Linked DNA regions of Anser cygnoides: region 2 is linked to region 1. A link is a contact called in public Hi-C data. All regions are on one chromosome and are shown on one strand. The core of a region is the stretch at or near the end of the contact, and the rest is flanking DNA. Distances in the headings are between cores, read along the strand shown.

Region 1 (6,045 bases), core at 3,074-5,573:
CCGCCTTGGCCTGAATTCGTGCATGACTCTTAATCCTCAGCTATGACACAGTGAATTCAGGACAAGCTTGATTAATAATTATATTATACAGCAAAGTCGAGAGTTTAAATAAACTTGCTCTTTTGCTTTTTGCATCTTCTATTTTTCCCCGAGTGTTTGCTCAGTGCAGAACTTGACAGGGTTTCTTTCTGCAGCCTAGCATTTCAAATGGTTCAGTTTAACATCCTTACAGAGCTTATTTACAGGGCAGAACATGGGGCTGACTGCTTTGCACGTTACCTGAAGGATTCATCTGTGATGGTAGATGACTTTTTGCAGAGTGCATCACACTGCTGCATTGTCTTGAAACAAGTCCTGGGCAGGCAGCTTTCTTTCCTGGTGCAAGCATGGGAAGCCCTTTTCAGGTCTCTGTCTGGAGTGTTTAGTCACATGCTTTTCATTAATTTGTGAGCTGAATTAATGAAATTGTCCTAATTTGATATGAAAAAAAAATCTTGCTAAGAGTGGCACTTTAAGATATTTAATTTCTTTTGGTCTTCTTAACAGATTAAACATCTGTAATGTTGACAAATATTTAGATGCAATCATTTTGCATTGAGAAGTGCAAAGGAGTTTCATTCTTTGTGCAAATGAAATGATTGAGTTCTTTGAGCAAGCAAAAAGGAGGGGGAAAAAATCCATCCCAAATCTTTCATAAATGTCTTTGGCCATCAGTGAAATACTTACAGCTCAGAGCATGAGCATACTCTCAGCACACAGGTAAAGGCAAAGTTGCCTCTTCCTTGGCTGTGCAGAGCGGGTGCTGCTCAGGGCCGAGCACCAGAGCGGGGTTGCCTTCAGGATTCACTGTCTTGTCTTGCACAAGACCATTTCTGGTTTGTGTTTGGCAACAACACAATAAAAATATACTTGTCTTATTGCAAAGCGATGGTAAATGGTGGATTTGATCAGAGGTCAGCATGTAGCTATTTGGTGTGTTACTTCTTAAACACATACAAATGCTTCTCTGTTTACAGAATCTGATTTTGAAACTTTGCACATGCTTCTGCTATCGCAAACTCTTCCCTGCCATCAGTATGAAGAGTTCATGTTAAATGGGGTGTGTCTCTTCGGCAAAAGTCAGTAAACTTGGCTGGAAACATTGGTTACTTGGGGATTTCTTTTTTTTTCTTTTTTTTTTTTTTTTAATGCTTCTGTCAGTTGCAGAGCTGGTTGGTTTGTAACAGCATATATTTATCAGCAGCTGACATCATCAAATCAACTCAGCAGGCTCTGCGTGGCGTTTCCCCATGTGCTTGGACCAGCGACTGCTGCTGCGTTGAGCCCTGAGACGCTGAGGGGTGGCACGGGCAGGTGCCTGGGGAGAGGGTCTGGGACGGGACAGGACGGCCGGGACAGGACGGCTGCCCCTGGTCGGCGGCACTCGCAGGGCCACTGCGGGCACCGCGCTGGGCACTGGCATCACGCCGGGATTTCAGCAATGGCCCCAGGAACGTGGTCCTCCTGTTTGTTTGTTCGTTGTAGTCCGACATGGACGGTGCTCCTGTCCAGCTCCATGCAAACACCGTCTGTTACGTGTTGTTTCGTTTGATGGAGTGCTCCAATTTGCTGCGGGTTGTTTGCTACCCAAAAGGAGAATAAATGTCTTCACAGCAAAGAAAGGAAAGCGGCGCGGGTTCTGGCTCCTGCGGCCAAGCAGCATCCGCTGCCCTCAATTCGCGTGCCCGGGGCTGCAGGGGGAGTGATGGGGGAACCCCAAAGTGCCCGAGAGGGGCTGCAGCGGACACCCCATCCACAGCCCTGCTGTGCTGCACGGGAGTGGCACCCAGCACCTTTGGGTGCCTGAGAGCAGGCGCAGGAGGGCAGGCTCAGTCCTGGGCAGAACGAAGCCATCGCTGCTCCAGCGTCTCCTCTGCCCATGTCTTGACAGAGACACCGGCACGACGCCTGAACCATGTGCACCTTCGTGTGATCTGGGACATGCAATTTGCCCTGGCCCTTTTAGACATGCAGTTGTGCAATTCAGCCTAGGCAGATTTTATTTTATACGCTGTGGTGCCAGGAAATGGTGAGAGGCATGTTTCCTGTTCACTAGCTGATGATTAATTTTTCACTTGTGATTTGTGTCAGGCTGAATTTGGATAGAAGTTGGGATTTAATTAAAAATGCATACAAAGAACCTCTAGGAATTTTTTTGGAGTGAAGCTGCAATTTTATAAAGTGTTTGACGCATAGTAAGAAGTTCACTGAAAAAAATGTTTAGTGTCAACACCAAGAATGACTAACGAATACAAGGGGCTGATTCCTCATCAGTGTGTATCCCGTGGCCACGCAGAGCTCATAGATGTCTTCTGCGGCAGAGTTTTTTATGCTGGAGAGGGGAGAAAACAACAAAAAGCTTGCCTGGGCTTTCAGCTCCCTGTTGGTTTCTTTCTTTGAATGACCACATTGGAGGCTGAATTAGCTGAGTGAACAGAAACAGAGAAATGCAACTTCACCTGCAGCAGCCCCTGCCACGTCAGGGGCTGGGTTAGCACCTTTGAGCAGACTCCAGTTCTTGGTACTGAGCTATGTCTGGCTTCATGGTTTGGGTTTTTTTAGTTATGTTAGCAGTGAACTTGCCCTTCTTGAATATATTTGAATAGTTCATTTTAATTTCTCTCTCAGTAGATTAAAGTAATACAGTATACACTATCATAATTTCAGATTTATTGAATTTATTAAAAGAATCCACCTGTAATAATGGTGAGAAATATTAATGATGAGAAGCTCACCTAATCAATCCTGGAAACTCAAACAGGAGCTCCCATCAGGACCTTTCCTAAAGCACTTTGTAAACTTGAACCGGTTTCTGCCGGGCTCCTGCCCGCAGTGCCCCGCGTGCCCACCCGCACACAGCAGGGCTCGGGCCTGGGGATGGAGGCCAGGGGCTTCGTTCCTGTCCTGGAGGCCAGCACCTGGTGTTGATGCTGTGGGGACCCCAGTGGGACGCCCCCAGCGTGCTGGCCTCCCCACAGCCCCCCCCACCACGCCAGGCACGCACTCCTGCGGTCTGTGTTCCCAGCAAGCTAACGAGAAAATTCACAGGTAACGTGTAGATTTCATGAAATATTCAGGAGGTTCTTGGTGTTAACGCTCGGAGTAAACTTCCCCCTTCGTGCCCTCCCCTCTCCCCGCACACACGAGGACTAATCCGTCTGTTTTCCCCTAGGAAGCTGCACAGCGGTATGAAGACGTACGGATGCGAGTTGTGCGGGAAGCGGTTTCTGGACAGCTTGCGGCTGCGAATGCACTTACTGGCTCACTCAGGTGGGTTGCAAGCGGGGTGCTGGGGGCGGGGGGAGGCACAGAGAGTGCCCACCTGGGCCCACCCAAACATGCTGCAGCCACCCAGCTTGTGCATCTCGTCCAGAGGAGGCTTCATCCTCTTCAGAGCAGCAAATTGCAAACTTCCAGTCCGGTGCCCATAACTTGAGGTGTTTTTTTTTTTTTTACTTTGTTTTTAAAGTTTGTTTTCAGTTCTTTAATTGGGGAAATATTTTCCAGGCTAGGCAGCTTGGAATAACAAACTTCACGTACCACTTGTTGCTCTGCGCTGCTGCCAGAGGTCCCGCGCCGCGGGCAGTGCCTGCGCCTCAGCTCCTGCGCGCCGCTCAGCGCGCGTGTCCAGCACCCTGCTCCTCGCGTGCAGGCGCCCAGCACAGTTTCATTAGCAAAACCATTGCAGAATTAGGTATTCTTTGTCTAATGAATCTAACTATCGGGTTCAAATTATGCAGGCCCTTTAATTAAACAGATATAGGAAGGTTGGAATGCTGTGCTAGCGAGGAGGCTTGTGTTCTGCAAGTCAATTTAGCCTGACATTCCTCTTGGTCATGCAGCCCCATGTACAGCTAGGGTTTTTTTTAATTAAAGAGAAAAAAACACACCACAGGCAGCCACTGGACCTGTTTGCTGAAACGTAGGGGGATCCTGGTCCCCTACTGAAGGGGCAGTCACCGAGGGCAGCTGATCCCGCAGCTGAAGTCATGCTGGCAGGGGGGCTCCCCAGGGATGCTGGTTCCTGCAGCCCAGCTTCTTTAAGCAAAATCCCACCATGCGTGGCAGCATGGGTGCTCATCTCATTGCCTCCTGGGGAAGTACGCTGCCCACCATCTGGGGCTGCCTCGCTGCTTTTTGGGGGTCAAGCCCACAGGGTGGGCTCCGGCCGGGGACTGGGGTGCCGGCAGGTCCGGAGCCTCGTGGTGCCGGGCGCGGAGCAGGCGTCCCCCTCCTCCCCGCGGCTCTGGCGTGCGCGGCTTGTGTTTGTTACTGTCGCTTTGGCTCACAGCCCGTCCCTGGCCGGCCGCCAGCCTTGTGGGTACAGTATGTACAGTGCACGCCGAGCCAAGTTTGTCATCGCGCAGGATTAATTTTTTCTCTAATCTGGCAAGGGTGGGGTGGGGGGGGCAGGGTGAGCTCTCCCAGCACTCGAAAACAGCCACGGCGGATTCCAGCGCTGTTATTTATTAAAGCATGAGACCTTTGCACCTCTCCCCTCGCGTCCCCCCGGCCGGGATGAAGCGAGGCTGTGCAGGGTCGGCAGCGCCAAGGCTTGTTTTCAGCGCCCGGCATGCCGACGCCGCGATCCCAAGTCTGTTTGCCTTGTGCGCAAACTGATGATTTAATTAGGAGTTTGCCCCACGGGAGATGGGCACACCGGGACGGGTTGTGGCCCCCTCGCCCCCTGTTCCCCCCCTTCAAAGGCCTTATATGCCAAAGGTAGTAAACGTTGAATGTAATTGCAGTTTGCATTTAAAACTTAACTAACCGAGTGTTTATGAGTGATACCTGATGATAAAAGGTGTACTTAAGCTAATGAACCAATTAGGGAGCAGGTCCCCATCGCCCCTCTGAGGCAGGGCAGTGGGCAGGGGGTGCACAGGTCCTGCCTGTGTGTCCTGCTGCACGGGGTGGCTGCCTTCAGGAGCAGTGCTGCTGGCTCTCAAACCTCAGCTGCCAGAGCTGGATGGCTGCTCAGTCATCCCAGTCATCCGATTTTTGCTTTCTGAACAAACTCTTCCTCGAGTGGGACTGGAGAAGCGATGACCTTCTTCTCAAGCTGAAATGCTCCAACACAAGAAGGCAAAACTGAAAGAACCCAAACAGGAATTTGCATGTTTTATCGTCATGACTATTGACCACTTTGCTTCTTTCTAAATACAACCTGCCAAAAAAGTGATGGGGACATAAATGAATATTATACAGGTGGAGCTAGTAATTATAATCCTTATAAATGTCCAAGCTAGCCCAACGGGGGTTTTTGTGGTGCTTGGTGTAGCGCTGAGGTTATTCGGCAGTGTTATCTCAGCAGCTTTCAGGTGCATGATAAATACTCCACCAAATGTTTACATTTCAGTGTAGGCTTACCCTTAATGAAGTGCAAACTATTGGTGTATGTGTGGTGCAGCTACATTAACACTGCCCACTCCTAACTGAGATGTGCTTGCAAAAACTTAAAAGATTACATTAGAAGAATGACAGAGAGCTTCCTTTCCTAGAAAAATTCATTGTCAGGGAAAGTGAGATGAGAAAATCCCAGCTTGGGGGGATTTACTCCTTTCCTCCTGGTTGCTTTGCCTGTACTTCTGATCGGGAATCTGTGCCTTGGAGATGGATGCCATGGCCTTTCCCTTCTCCAGACTAAATGGGGACAAATCTGGGCAAGGCCATGCGTGCTGGAGAGGTGCAGTGCGTGGGCAGCAGCGTGCCCTTCTGCAGCAAACTGAGGTGCCGCCGCCGCTGCCCTGGAGCCGCCTGCCCGGCTCACGCGCAGCTTTCGAAACGCTCGGGCATTGTGCAAACTTTGGCAGCCTGGCGTGGGTGACAACCTGGAGCCTCCCCGCCAAGGAGCAAAAGCACTGGGCGCAGCAGTGACGGGGTGGGCTGGCGAAGGGACGGTGCCTTCGCAAAATGCCCGCCTCGGGCAGCGTGCCCCTGCCTTTGTGCCTCGTTGACCTGGCTGGGCTGCAGCCGGTGGCACGGCCAAGGTCGAGGATGCGCCCT
Region 2 (5,705 bases), core at 2,080-4,579, 73 kb before region 1:
AGCTCTCCGACCACCGCAGGAGCTTTTCTCAAACAAATTTCCCTCTCAAAGGCCAAATGGGTACAAACGTGGGTGAACTGAATGAGTAAAGCTAGGCTGTAAAAACATTCAAATGTGTATGGGTTATCCACAGGGAGACTTTTAATGTTCTTCTCCAAAGCAAGGAATATTCAAAAGGAATCGTTTATGTATCAAAACAGTTCGACACGCGCTTCGGATGCCACAAAGCATCATACCCCTTACGCTCTGTTTCAAAGGGTGTGTGCCTACACCTGACACAGAGCCCGCCTCCTTCAGCTGCACTACAAAAATACACTCTTCGTTATAATACAAGCACCCAACAGTAACTCTTAAACTGTGGCACGTTTGTTTTCTTGCATAAAGCCCTGAGGTGTTGAGTTAACATTTAAAATTAAGATGCCAGTTTTGGAGCATTCTGCGGCTAGTAGTTTTACAAATATTAAATGGTAACTTTGATGGGTTTATTTTACACAGATTCAGTTAGAAACAGATTTAAGTTTCCCATAAAGTTCTTTAAAGCCTACTGAATGCTTGTTAATGCCGTGACGGGCGCCACTTGCCCTCTCTGTAGTTCTCTCTTCTGTTATCGTAATCGTGGCTCCAGCTTTCACGATTCCTGTCTTCATAGACAAAGTCATCTCTGCTCCCCCGGTAATGATGGTCAGATCCAGAGTCGTGGCCTCTGTCATCAAAGCCGTAGTCATCCCTTTTGCCCCTGCAATAGTCAGGCCCACGGTCCCCAAAACGCTGTTCTCGGCCAAAATGCCTACTGTCCGAGTAATAGGGGTGGGAGCCCATCCTGGTCTTGCGCAGTGCTGCGACGTCTGGGCGCCACTGCATCTGGGAGGCTGACGAGTGATTAAACGAGTGCCCGTGCTGGTACCCAGAGGCAGCAAAGCCGGGGTGATCATACTTCCCACCGTACTGAGACTGCTGCCGCATCGCACCATGCATCTGGAAGACAGAAGAGAAAAAGGCTTGGTGGATTCGATGCACTTTCCTTCTGGCAGAGCGCTCTAACTAGTCTGTGGCACGGGGTCCTGATAAATTTTAATCTCCTGTGTTGGCCTCCAAGTTCCACATGAATCATGCTGCAAATACAAGGAAAAATGAAAATGAACCAACAATATGAGACTGACTGCAGACTTACGGAATGGCTGCTACTGAGTGCTTTATCTACAGCTGGACTTGTAAAGCTCCAAGACCGCCCAGACATCACACAGCTTGGTAGCAGGAACTGTCAATCTTTTGGAACGGTTATTTCAACACTCCAAAAATACATTCTTGTGACTTAATACAATCATTATAGGAAACATCTAAGTACTCAAAATTAGAGCCAACTCTTTCACGTTATCCATCATCTGTGAGTGACTGCAGGTTTAGACACTATTAACAGCCCAGCTTACCACTCCTTGTCTCTGAAGGTTATCAGGAGACGGCAGAGACCTCTGCACGGATGAGAATCCTGCTGCTACCATATTATCTGGACTCTTATCGTATCTGCAGAAAAAGGGATTAGGAATTTTAGTCTTAAATGTTTCTATCATAGACTACTGCCAGTCTAAGGGGTACTTGCAGCCCAGTCACACTGCTACAATTAGAAAAAAATAACTGGGCAAGCATTACCCTGAACTTACTACTGCTGTGAGAAAGTAGTGCTGACACGCTTGCATTGTGTATTTGGCAGAACTCTCTCCACATCACCGAATCTTTTCCATACTCATAGGAAAACAGTTTTTAAACAGGAATGTGACCTGGGCCAGAAGCTCTGGCAATCAGATCTTTTGGAAAATCACTTTCAAGATGACGCTCTTCTTTTTGCATTAGGTTTTCAGGTACCGAGAATGCAGGGTACTGAAGGTAATAATAGTGCAAGTACTTATTCCATAGAGAAAAAAAAGAGTAAATTGTGCTTGGAATGAGAACTGGGAAAGCTGAGTGTGTCAGTACTGTTTTTTAACTTGAACTACACACGTGTACCTACAGTGCGGACTCTTACCTGCTGGAAGCTGGATGTACTGTGCCAGATGGGCTCGTATTGGCAGTTCCATGTGGTAAAGAAGATGAATTACCATCTTGAGATGCATGACTGCTCCCTGAAGAGAAACAAACATTTCATGAGACCGCCAAACATCAGTTAGATTAACTTGGATATGAAATGAACTTGTAAGATGCTAACAATTTCCCCATGCTTAATTAGCTCTCAAGTTTCACCAGTGATCTGCAAAAGCACACAATCTGGTTTCCAAAACAAGATACTGTATCCGTCTTAATGCCCAGTTGGGAAAGACGCAATCAAGCTTGCAATATTCTGGCCAACATGCCTCACTTTACTGAAGTCAGATGCAACTTTCACTGCTGGTATAATTTAGAGGGGCTTTCAAGGGCATGGAACAAATAATCGAACAAAACAAAAGAGAAGATTCAGCCTGGGGTTTATATGTCCCCTTAAGTGGCAGGTAGGTCCCTGGTCAAAATCCAAGGACAAAAGCACATGCCTGTATGACAACACTGTTCTACAAAGTCATCAGCTAGCAGGTGAGTGGCAGTTTGATGAGAAGCATGTGCAACAACCATCACTAACCAACTCAGCGCACCTCTGTCAGGTTTGGGGAGGAGGAGGAGGAAGGTGGCAGCTCTGCTTCCCATTTGGTAACTGTGTTATTTAACGTTTCTTTTTCTGGGTACCTGATCGGAACTGAATTTTGATAGGCCTCCCGTACAGCTTGATCCCGTTCAGCAGGCTCATTCCATAGGGGACGGATTCTTCGTGCTTGAAGTTCACAAACGCGAACTGTTTCTGCTTGCCATCCCTGTCCTTGGGGATTTTAACCTTAATTACCGGGCCTGCCTGCGGATCAAGAAACGAGAGATGTTAAACGGGAGCGGAGCAGCTCCCCAGAGTTTTTAAAAAAAAAAAAAAAAAAAGTTTTAAAGTTTTAAACCCGCCCCACAAGGGAGGAGGGCCCCCGGGAGAAGGCCGCGCGGGGGCGCACCGCGGCCGGGCCGCTCCTGCACAAGTTTGTCCGCCCGCGGCCGCCGTACGCCGCCCCGGCCCCGCCCCGCCATGGCGCCGCCAACCGCCCGCCCCGCCCCGCCCCGCCGGGCCGAGCATAAAGCGGGCGGGCCGCGGCCACGGGCCCCGGCGGCACCTGGTGGAACAGCTCGAAGATCAGCTCCTCGGTCACGCGGGGGTCCAGGTTCCCCACGAACAGCGTCCGGTCCGCCTCGGCCGCCGCCGCTCCCATCGCGCGGCCGGGCCGCCCGCGCTCGCCGGGGCCGCCGCTCGCTGCTGCGCAGGCGCCGACGGCGCGGGGCCACGTCACGGATGGGGGCGGGGCCGCGAGCGGAGCTTTCCGGGGGGGGCGGGGAGCGGGGAGCCCCGCCCTGCGCAGGGCGGTGGCAGCGGCCGCAGGGCTGCGTGACCGGGAGGGTGGGTGGCGGTGGGGCTGGGTGGCCAGCAGCCTGCGTAACTGAGCTTCGGTGACTAAAAGCCTGTAGTTACGGGTCGTGGGCTGTACGAGGGCTGCGGTGGGAAGCTCGGAGCCCCCAACGGCTCCCTCCTGCACGCCCTGTCCCGGGGCTTCGCCGTGAGGGGGCTTCGCCGTGAGGCGGCCCTCGTTATCCCCACGTTCTCAACGCCTCCCTCTCTCGCAGGTCCTGCTCCAGAGCCCAGCCACGACCAGCGGGGTGAGGTAACTTCGTTGTGACTGCCGTGAGCTGTGCTGAAGCCCGGCCCGCAGGATGAGCACAGTTGTTCTGTGTAATAGTAATAAAAAGGAAGCAAGCACGGCGTTGACTGGAGTGTTGAGCGTTCCGTTGCTTCGTTCCCTTTTATTGCCGCAATACTCTGTCTGATGGCCTCCACCATCCCAAATACTGCCTCCTGTAATGGCGCAGACGCAGGCAGGCTGCTTTGCATTCCTCCTCTAAACAGCTGTATTACACTTTAATGTGAAGATGGCACTTCTGCTTTTATGTTTGAGCAGAGTTCTGGACACCCATCTCTCAGCTAAGGTACTTCTCCAGTGTTTTGCGAAATAGCTCCCTGTTCCCATGTTGTTTGATTACATGGTAAGTACAGTTCTCAACAACTGTAATTCCCTGGATATTTTGGAACACGCTGGATGTAAAACAAGGATATTTTCCATCTGGAAAATTTTTGAAAGGGGGAGTTCAACCCTCATTTTTCATTAGATTTCAATGCATTATGGCATATCCTATTTTCTTGTTAATTAGGCCCTGTTCATTTTCTCCAGTTCATTACTTACTACCGCACCTAGAATTTATATTCATTTGGTTTAATCGTGTTCGCCTGGTTAAATTCTAAACAGTTACTCATTCAGAAAGGAAATTATTACCCTACTCTGCCAGGACTTCCACTTTGGCTTAATTTCCCTGGAGCCTCATTTACTTTCTTCTGTGTTTTTTTCCTTACTGGGTCCCCATAGGTTTGGTTGGAAGTGTGTTTGACAGCTTTACCATCATCAGCTTTCTTCACTTGGGCTGGGCATCTTCAGATGGATGTCGCAGTCCTGCACGGTGTGCCGTACGCAGCTGGCTGAATTCAGAGGGACCCACAGAACAGGGTGATGGACTCAGGCTGGCCTGTTGCAGTCTTGTATGTCCAAGACCCAAAAAAATGCACAAAAAGGGAATGAGAAAACAATTTCAGACTTTTACAGGCATATTACAATCCTGTTGTGGTGTTTGCCTTTTTTGTTGTTATATTCCCATTTTGCTCTTCAATAAAACCCACAAAGGTATTTGCTTTCAGGGGCAAAAAGTGTTTGTAAGCTTCCTATTTTCACTCTTAGTATACAGGAGCTTATGTTCTTGAATATTACAGAAACTTACCAATTCTGCTTATAGTTTTCACCTTTAGATTAGGCTCTTAGTGTTGGCTCTTAGTAGTCTTCCTGTTCCACTAATAATCAGTTTTAACAATTATTTTTACATCGCAAAGGAAAGAGCCCAAGAAATCAGTGTCAGTCTTGCAGGTGACACGCACAAGTCACAGATAGCAGAGACACCAGCTCTCCCCAGCATCATTTGTATCCTTGCCTGATACAGCTACATGAGAAAGTGGTGTTCATGTCAGATCAGTGGAGGCAAGAAGAGCAATTAGTTCTCAGATTGCTGCTGTTGCATGTGCACGATCTTATCGCCTAGTCCCAGCTCACAGGCTGGGAAAGGGCATGGATGCTGAGTGCCAGTCCGGGAGCTGTGACTTTCTGCCTCGTAGGTCTGAAAGCTGGGGCTAACGCTGCCTACAGTAAAGAAAATATTCTCCTCTACTGAAGCTCTGAAATGTAACAGGCAAATGCAATGCCGAGACAATAACTCTGATGGAATGCACCTTGGTTAATGCTCCATACCGGCCTGTTCTACAGGTTGCTGTTCTCTGGCTACAGATCTCCCTGAGCTCCCCTCCAGTTAGGCACAGCCTGAGCTATGTCGGACAGTCCATGAGCCCACAGCCAGACTGTAGTCTGTGTGTCTGTCCTGTGTCTGTAGTGCAGTCTCTGTCCTCAGCACTGATTGCAGATGTCAGCTGCGCCTTCTCTCTTGCCTGATTGCACTCATGCTCCTCGGGTTATTCAGCTGCCTCGCTGACTTCCCTGCGCCGACGACAATCTTTTTCAGTGCTGTGGTAATGGGGCTGTTCAACTGAAAGTGGATGC

What was found. Hi-C and Micro-C count contacts between places; a contact is called where the count stands out from the background.
Region 2: a Hi-C map of liver shows a contact between it and region 1, with 6 times the contacts expected there. The contact joins the promoter of RBM7 here to the enhancer-like site in region 1. A contact is called at or near these places in 2 of 7 Hi-C or Micro-C datasets (both in liver).

What each region holds. Positions count from the first base shown.
Region 1 is chr21:2,316,214-2,322,258 of Taihu_goose_T2T_genome, reverse strand. It overlaps ZBTB16 (zinc finger and BTB domain containing 16), which reads left to right. Exons shown (of 7, transcript XM_066981283.1): 3 at 3,212-3,309. Among named protein-coding and RNA genes, the nearest start is that of ZBTB16, 45 kb to the left of the region's middle. Within about 2 kb of position 4,323, at least 3 of the 3 cell types and tissues checked have open chromatin away from gene starts, as enhancers often do. A contact at or near this core is called in liver, where this site is marked.
Region 2 is chr21:2,388,596-2,394,300 of Taihu_goose_T2T_genome, reverse strand. It overlaps RBM7 (RNA binding motif protein 7), which reads right to left and starts at 3,329. Exons shown (of 5, transcript XM_066981155.1): 1 at 3,174-3,329; 2 at 2,710-2,872; 3 at 2,021-2,117; 4 at 1,428-1,521; 5 at 120-975. The coding sequence starts at 3,269. The coding sequence ends at 556.